2 separate regions of the Mus musculus genome follow, and region 1 is linked to region 2. A link is a contact called in public Hi-C data. All regions are on one chromosome and are shown on one strand. Each heading gives the region's core, a stretch centred on a gene start, on an enhancer-like site or on the middle of the called end of the contact. The rest is flanking DNA. Distances are from core to core; before and after follow the strand shown. Region 1 overlaps Itpr1 (inositol 1,4,5-trisphosphate receptor 1). Region 2 overlaps Itpr1 (inositol 1,4,5-trisphosphate receptor 1).

Region 1 (3,919 bases), core at 142-2,641, 100 kb before region 2:
AGGAGCATTTTAAAGCAATAAAATAGTATCACCGACTTCATGTTACTTATTTTAGATGCATTTTAAACTTGATATTATCTAATGAATTCTGATCACCAGAGTGAGCAGGGAAATCAAACGCTCCAAAGCAGTAAAGCCACGCAACTACGAACCAGATGAATTAACCCAGGTCAGCGATTTCACCCTGGTGTGAGTGGCCCCCAGCATGTTAGATGTACCACAGTCACTTAGACCAAACTCTCCTTGAAGCACCATGTCCCAAGAAAAGCTCTGACCTCATGATTCTGCTGCTGCTGCAGCGTCCCAACAGCTGCACTACAGGTGCAAACCACCATCCTGAGCTAGCATCTGTATGTCCAATACTTTGTTTGCTTATTTAATTTACTTATTGTTTAACTGTATGCATTCATGTGTGTCATGGGGAGTCAGTTCTGTCCTTCTAGCATGGGAGTTCCAGGGATCAAACACAGGCCTACTAGGCATGCTAGCAAGTGCCTTTATACTTGAGCCATTTCACTGGCCCTAGACACTATATATTTTTTTTTTTTTTTTTTGGCTTTTTCAAGACAGGGTTTCTCTATAGCCCTGGCTGTCCTGTAGACACTATATTTTTAATTCACAAAAATGGAATGCCAGATGGATGTCAGCAGGGACGTCACCTCTATCCTTATTTATGACAGTCTCTTTGATGGTACAAAGACAACCCAGCTGTAATGGGTAGTGACAATAAATATCCATTTAACCCAGAGCACGGGCACAAGCCAATTGCTTTCTATGAGAAGACCTCTCTTTGGCCTCATGAGAAGAACTAAGTTTGCACTCCTTTTAAAGTAAGAGCATGCATACAGCTAGTGAATTAGATACTGACTTTCTGAATGCTTTTTAAAGTAGGGATTTCTTATCTCTATTCATGTGACATTTTTCTCTTTGGACATGCCAGGCAAAGGTGTATGGTGAGCTGCACCAGTCATCTGTTTGGGGCAGATAACTCATTCGGCTGCACTAAAGTGCATCGGAAAGGAGTAAAGAAAGAGGCGGTGAGAAATCTAAAGGGATTTCCATGGTGAGAGGGAACCAAGGCAAGTGCTAGAGGAGAAAGAGAGCCTGTTTTAAGAAAATGAAACAGAGGAATAGAATTTTCAGTTCCCCCCTACAAATGCGGTTCATGTATCTTCCCATTGTTGGGTGCGTGATACAAGCCAGATGTGTCATGCATGATCTCATTTGGACCTGGATAATAACTATGTGACATGGAAGTTACCTTTGTGTTCTAGTATAAGACAAAGGCTGGGCAAGGATAAAATTATCCAAAACTGCTAAGAGAGGCCAGCAGAGCGCTGACTCAACCTCTTCTCCCCATTCAGGTCAGCTGGGACTGGAATCTTCCGGAAGAACAGCCTGCCCTGCGCTCCCAACCACCCAGCAGCAAGCTTCAGTACTCATAGAGGTCAAGGGGACAGGGAGCCAGAGGAATTGGCCAAGGAACCTAGAGTCAGTTCCTATGGCTGTGGCTTCTGCTTAACCTCTGAGTTTATAAAGGGTCCCAATCGAAAGAGCTACCTGCCCCGAGTCCTTGCCCCTGGCCTGCCCCTGTGCTAAGAACTGCGCGAGTATCTCATTTAGCCTTAGAATGACCCTGTGAAGAAGGAAGGGGCATTATTATAAATGCTGAGCTTGAGACGAGACCCCTATAGTCTAAGTCACGGAGAAGTGTTCCTTGGTTAGTCAATTCACACGAACCAGTGTTTATGAGCCATCTGCTTCCTCCTGTCTGATACCTGGGCATATAAAGGTGACCGAATGAGTTCTCAGTAGTTGCCTCCTAACTGAAAAATGTGACAGGCAGCATGGTGACATCAGCTCACTTGACTTCTTAGCCAAAAGGACAGGGCTAGTCCTATAGTCTATTCATTGTTTGATTGGGTAAAGAGTGATACAGGGACTCAAGGATACATGTAATTTCAGGAGTTATCCACAAGGGGGCACTGCTGGAATGTGGTGGAACCTTTGATAGGTAAGGCACTGTGGAAGGGACATTGGGACAGTGGCTCCTTTTCATTTCTTTCTCCTTTTTCCCTTCCTGTCTTCCCTCTGCCCACCTTTCTCCCCATGCCTCCAGTTGCAGGCACCACACTGTAATGTGAAATAGTCCTGCAGTCCTACTTGGTTATGAATCCTATCCCTATCCTATCCATAACTGCGCCTTCCTCTGGCCTCTCAGCTCCTCTCTTGAACCATTCATGTTCCCTCCAGGCCCCGCGAAGTCCCTTCCCTGCCCCGGCTAAGACTTTATTTTTAATCTTTAGCCATTTTATCCTTCTGAGTCTCAGAGCTCAAGTACTAACTCAAAAAATTGGTAACTAGGTGCTGGTCGTTAATACCAGCATCAAAGGCCCAGCAATGTCTGAGACACTAGTCTGCAGACCGGTAGAGGCTGCCACATTTGAACCTCCTGCTGTGTGCTAGGTACTATACTGAATGTTTCAAATAAATATTGTATCTCATTCTCACAAGAGCACACCAAGTTGATATTATATTCTTGCCAGACATACACGATAAGTTCTGAGCCAGGTGTGGTGGCACCGTTGGGAGGTCAAAGCAGGAGGATCAGGAAGTCAAGGCCAGCCTTGGTGACATAGTGAGTCTGAGCCACCATAGGCTACATGAGACCCTGTTTCAAAATAGAAAGGAGAAAAAGAGAAGGCATGAAAAGGGAGGGGAGGGGAGGGAACAGGAAGTTCAGTGACCTCTCTGTGTTAACAGAGCTCAGATAGGACAGAATAGAGATTTGAATCCAATCTGTCTTGCTCTAAAGCTTCCAGAATTCTCCTCTTCCTCCCTGGAATTCACATTTACAAGCTGATACTTGGGCATTTCCCTGGCAGCTCAAATGCAGTGCATCTAACGCCAAATTCATCGGTCTCAGCTCTGACATAGGAGGCGGGAGGGAGAAAGAACTGAGATGTAGCTAAGGAGAAGACACGCCTTACAAAGGAACAGCACGAGAGGCTACACAGGCGTGTTCATTACCAATGAAAGGTTCAGAGATCTATCAGCTACGTCTTCAGAATTACACCTTGATTTCTGGGTATAAACTACACCTTAGGAGAGATTTGGAATATTTGTCATTTGAAGATTTACTTCTCTGGCAATTCTTGCTTATATGCTGGATAAATTTAGTCCACAGAAGGAAACAGTAGCAACCAAGGTGAGAAGCCATAATGTATGCCCCATTTAAAGCTGTGTGTGTGTGTGTGTGTGTGTGTCTGTCTGTCTGTCTGTCTGTCTGTCTCCAGGTACACATGTTCAACAGCACAGGTTTGGAATTCAGAGGACAATCCTTACAAGCTGATTGTCTCTTGCTACCCAGTAGATACAGGGATTGAACTCAGGTCGTCAGGCCTGTGAGCACGTGCCTCCACCTGTTGGGCCATCAGCCGACCCACGGCATACAGCTTATGGTTTTCAACACTGTTTCACTATCTCCTGGGGCATCACCATCTCGAATGTCACCTTCTACTACAAGAGAAGCGTGTCTGGCCTCATTAATCACTGTGATTTCCTGGTTGGCACTTGGTGTAAAAGTACAAAGAGATGATGCACCTGGCTGTTGTTAATGGGCTCTACTTCTCAAGAATGGATCGCCACTCTCGTGTATCCTTGGGTTCTCCATGTGCAGATTTATCAAGGACTGAAAATATCTGAAAAATCATCAGGTCTGTATGGAATTCATACACAGTTTTCCTTGCCCCTGAATAATATGGTGGGCCAACTACTCTCACAGCGGCTGCATGGCATGGCTCACTGTAAGTCGCTTAGAGACGATTTAAAGTCTGAGGGAGCATGTGGGTAGCTTCTATGCAACTATAACACCATTTACTGTTCAGGACTTAAGCACCCCTGGATTTTGGTATGTGAG
Region 2 (4,298 bases), core at 314-2,813:
CCTGGTGCTAAAGAAAGGTCAGCAGTGATTTTATGGAAGAATCATCAATCACCAGAAGAACGCATGCAAATCATACAGGCAGCCTCCAGCACTGGACGATCAGACCGATGGAGAGAAAGCCTGCAAGGCTTTCTACGCAGGACCAGGCAGGGGCTTCAGCTGTGAGAAGGCCCTTAGTGCAGGCAGCTGGAAGGCCACTTCCTAAGTCTGGCAGTCAGGTGTATATGTCTAACTGTGGGTCTGAGCATGTTAATTCTTGAGGCCTGTGTTTCCGAAAAATAAAAGATGTGACCAGCACCCTCCTCATAAGAGAGCATGTTTGCAAATTTACATATGGGTGAACTTCAGTACAGTCCAGGTACCATGAAGTACTCAATACCTGTCGCTGTAGCAGAAATCATCATTATCCATGTGAAAATGCACCAGAATAGAGAATATGTGCAAAGGACAAAGACACACTCACTCCACCCAAGGAATGGTCATCCTAGTGCAGGATGACTTTGGGTGGCCGCACTATGGAGACAGGTGATTGGTCGGTTTCATGTTGTTCCCTCAGCATCAGGCAGCCTTGTTCCTGACACATCTTGAGTGCGGCTTTGAATCTTCTCAAGTTGGCTTGCTATTTTCTCATCAGCAGACAGAAATACATGAACCAGATAGGAGTGAATGGAGAATTCATCTGCCCAAACACCTGCCAGAGCAGGCAAGCAGGCACGCAGGCAAGCAGGCACACAGGCACGCACACACAATCGTGCAGGTGGGTCACTCCAGTGTGCCCCCCCCCTGGCTTGGGTGGGTGGGTAATACATCCTGACAGCATGGAGCTCAGGGTAATTGTGGTATTGAACACGTGCAGTCTTCCCTTCTACATCTCTCTCCCTCTACCCTAGCAAGCTGCCAGATGTCACTCCTTTGCCAGACAGTGAACTGCTGGGGATTTGGGAAAAGAGGGAAGTCATTTTGGACAGGCAGAGCTGGAAGAGAGAAATGTAGGCATGCTTTAAAAAAAGAGGGGTGACCGGGGGTAGGGGGTGTGGGGGGTAGGCTTCACCAACAAGTTCTAGAAAACGAAAGTGACTTCAAAGCTTGCCCAATCCTCACCACCATGGAGAGGCAGGCCATGAAAGATGGGAGGGAAAAACCGGTCTCAGGGTAGCTAGGCAGCCGCCTCAAACCATTACCAAATTCAACTTCCCTTTTTAAAAATAAATAAAAGTTTTTTAGAGAAATGTTCCTGTCTGAGCCAGGAGCAAGGACTACTCCATTAACTCCACCCTCATCTTCAGCTCCACCTTTCATCCAGAAACATCTAACTTGCATTCAACACACTACAAACTTCCTTTTTAGGCTAAAGCACAAACTAACCATGGCCTGAAAGATAAACCACACCTTCTTGTCACTCTTGTGTTCAGTCTAATTATTTTTAAAGTGCTGCTGCTCGGCTTGCCCAGGTCGGGAGGCTAGATCCCACCAGGAAGAGGAGCAGGAAGGGGAGGGGCAGCCGCCTGAGTGGGAACCACTAAGATGACTGTTTCTTTATGACACCGGAAGCCGTACTTCAGAAGATAACTGAGGACATGGATCTGACTGAAATCAATGTCATCTATCCTGTGGTAGATAAAGCCCTCCAAGAAGCAGAGCCAGAGAGAATAACGAGGGGAAAGGCAATCTAGGCAGCAGGATCCTGGGAAATGAGAAGGACCAGCCCACTTGGGGCTCGGAAGAAAGGAAAAACAAACAAACAAACAACAGAAACCAAACAAACAAACAACAACAGAAACCAAACAAACAAAACACCGGAACACTCTGGAGTCCCTGGTTTCAAAAGGAAGTTTATTCTTAACTATACACCTATTGTTAAACATCTCATTAGCCTGAGGTCCAAACATCACCTGCCCTGGAACCAGTGAGAATCCATTAGGATCCCCATTAGAACCAGGAACCCCAAGCTTCCAGCAAGCTCTAGTTCTCCTCAGGAGATGGTGGAGGGCAATAGTGCTTGAAACAGTGAAAAGGCCCTTTCCAGGAATAACGAACTCCACAGCTGACCATATAAGGCAAATGAAAGCAAAAGGCCAGGGAGGCTCTTCCTCGGAGCAGCCGGATAAGGGACAGGGACACACACCCCAACTCGAGCCTGGACTGTCTGGATTGTGGACAGGAAGAGAAAATGCTAAGAGCTACAAAAGCGAAAACACGGAGGGAGCCAAAGGAGAAGCCGGGGTGCGCTGTTTCCAGCCGGGGAACAGGCTTGGCCTGGGAACCTTCAGACACTGTGCGCTGCTGTGCACAGACCCTGTGAAACTGTGCAAACGGGCAGAGTCTGGCACTAGAATTCAAAAGTAACTGCTTTTTTTCAAATCCCCAAGTACAGACTCATAGTCTACAGCTTCTATAGGACCTCGGTGTTACATATGAACCTACACAATCAATTTCCATCTTTCAAATAAAAACATTTACAAGGCTGATTTCATCTAAGTGTTTATTTCACTGTTTTTTTCTTTTTTCTTCCAAACTAAGTCCAAAGTTCATGTTTTAGGAACTCTCCTTATAGAAGAAACAACTCGGTTCTTTAAACTATATTTTCCTCCTCCCTTATGCCAAGAGTCCTTTATATGCTGAGAAAATTTACAATAAATAGCAGAGGGGATGATTGCTATTGTTATAATAAAGGTTGGCTGTGGGGGAGGAAAACAAAACTCTCTAATACAGGGTTCAAGCTTAGATTCTGCCACTGTCTCCTGTGGGTTTTTAGAAATGTCACCAAGCCAGAGTGTGGGCATATGACAAGAGAAGACAGAAGCACCCAGACAGATGGGAAGAGAGCACATTCCATAGATTTTTCCAGAAAAACCTAGCCCTGCTTTTCCTCTCCTTGAGCCATGTAGATTTCTAAAAGCAAAGCGGCTCACTGGAAACTGTAACAAACCATTAACAAACCATCAGTCGGGAAGAGAGGTTTGTAAAGGGTTAAGTGCTCAGAAAACAGTCTGTCACCTAGTTAACAGTGTCTGCCTTCCAGGACCAGAGTCCGGCCTATCCACTTCCTTTCTGTGCAATGCCCTCTCTCACTCATTCTCCGGCATTAGTTATGTTTCGGGAGTCTGGAAAGAATCTTGCCAACCTCAGCAGTGTAGGAAGATGCTCAAGGCTATCTGCATCTTGACCCTGACCGAAGGCAGAAGCAGCAAGATATACAGGCTGGTGGGAGAGGAGAAAGTGGCCATCTATCTCCTAAATAGACTCAAAACTGGGTCAGCTGGCTCACCCTGGACACACTGAGGGAGGTAGGAGGTGTCTCACTCTCAGCGGAAACCCAGCCCTCAGGCTGTAAACTACCCAGCTACTTCTCTGGCGCGTTCCAACGTTGCTACATCAGAAAGCTCATTACGGGGATGGAAGGGGTACTTGACAAAAGCAAAGAGGTGTCCAATCTCTAGGTTCGGAGATTGATATCTAAGGTTAGTTGTGTGACTGCATGGAGCACACTTGATCTGACTTGACAGCTCAGTATTTGTCAATGCATTAAGGCCAGGATTGGATCTTTTGAGGCCTGGCATAGAGCATAAGTTTAAGGGACACTGTCAGAATTAGGAAATGAACAGAGCCCTTTAAAAGCTCCTATGATCCTGATGTTCAGTGACTCTAACCTGTGCTCTACTTATAAACATCTAGCTCCTATCCTACTTTTCAAAAAGGGGGAACAACAATAACAAAAATAAAACCTTTAAAACCCAAGACTCAAGTAGATTTCTTTTAGATAATAAAAAATAGCGGAAAGAGAATCTGATAGCAGCTTCTGTTGACGAGATGGCATTTCTAGTCCACAGGGAGCAGTGTAGGTCCCTCCAACCCAGCAAAGCCTTGCAATGACCTAGCAGATACAGTTCTAGGGCACGATTTCTGACCTGTAAGATTAACTTATATCCAGGACAGAAAACAACATGGTTCCCCCCACCACCACCACCACCACCACAGTCATTTTTGCATCGCAAATGATTTCTGAGCATTGGCTTATTTTTAGCACTTCATACAGTGGAGTCTGCACAAAGCAAAAATAGATGTTTGCTTCATATAAAGCTTGTAATGGGGTGGGCGTTACTTGTTGTCCCAGACTTATTTAATACTGAATTGAGATGATCCCAATATAGATTACCACTATCATCTCCCATCTTTCTAAAAGAGACTTATGTAGAACATGGCAAGCAATCTGAACACAAGAAACGGCATACACCACGCTTGTCTAGGAGCCGAGAGCCCTGGTGCCAGGAGCTATGAATCCTAAAGACAGCACAGCT

What was found. Hi-C and Micro-C count contacts between places; a contact is called where the count stands out from the background.
Region 1: a Hi-C map of Th1 cells shows a contact between it and region 2, with 1.8 times the contacts expected there. The contact joins two enhancer-like sites. A contact is called at or near these places in 3 of 484 Hi-C or Micro-C datasets (Th1 cells, conventional type 1 dendritic cells and embryonic stem cells) and 2 of 9 other capture datasets (adipose tissue and liver).

Annotation. Positions count from the first base shown.
Region 1 is chr6:108,406,408-108,410,326 of GRCm38.p6, reverse strand. The region is part of intron 35 of Itpr1 (inositol 1,4,5-trisphosphate receptor 1); the gene reads right to left. Among named protein-coding and RNA genes, the nearest start is that of Gm35165, 64 kb to the left of the region's middle. Within about 2 kb of position 1,391, at least 12 of the 459 cell types and tissues checked have an H3K27ac peak or open chromatin away from gene starts, as enhancers often do. A contact at or near this core is called in Th1 cells, where this site is marked.
Region 2 is chr6:108,304,321-108,308,618 of GRCm38.p6, reverse strand. All of the region lies in intron 4 of Itpr1 (inositol 1,4,5-trisphosphate receptor 1), which reads right to left. Among named protein-coding and RNA genes, the nearest start is that of Itpr1, 93 kb to the right of the region's middle. Within about 2 kb of position 1,563, at least 206 of the 459 cell types and tissues checked have an H3K27ac peak or open chromatin away from gene starts, as enhancers often do. A contact at or near this core is called in Th1 cells, where this site is marked.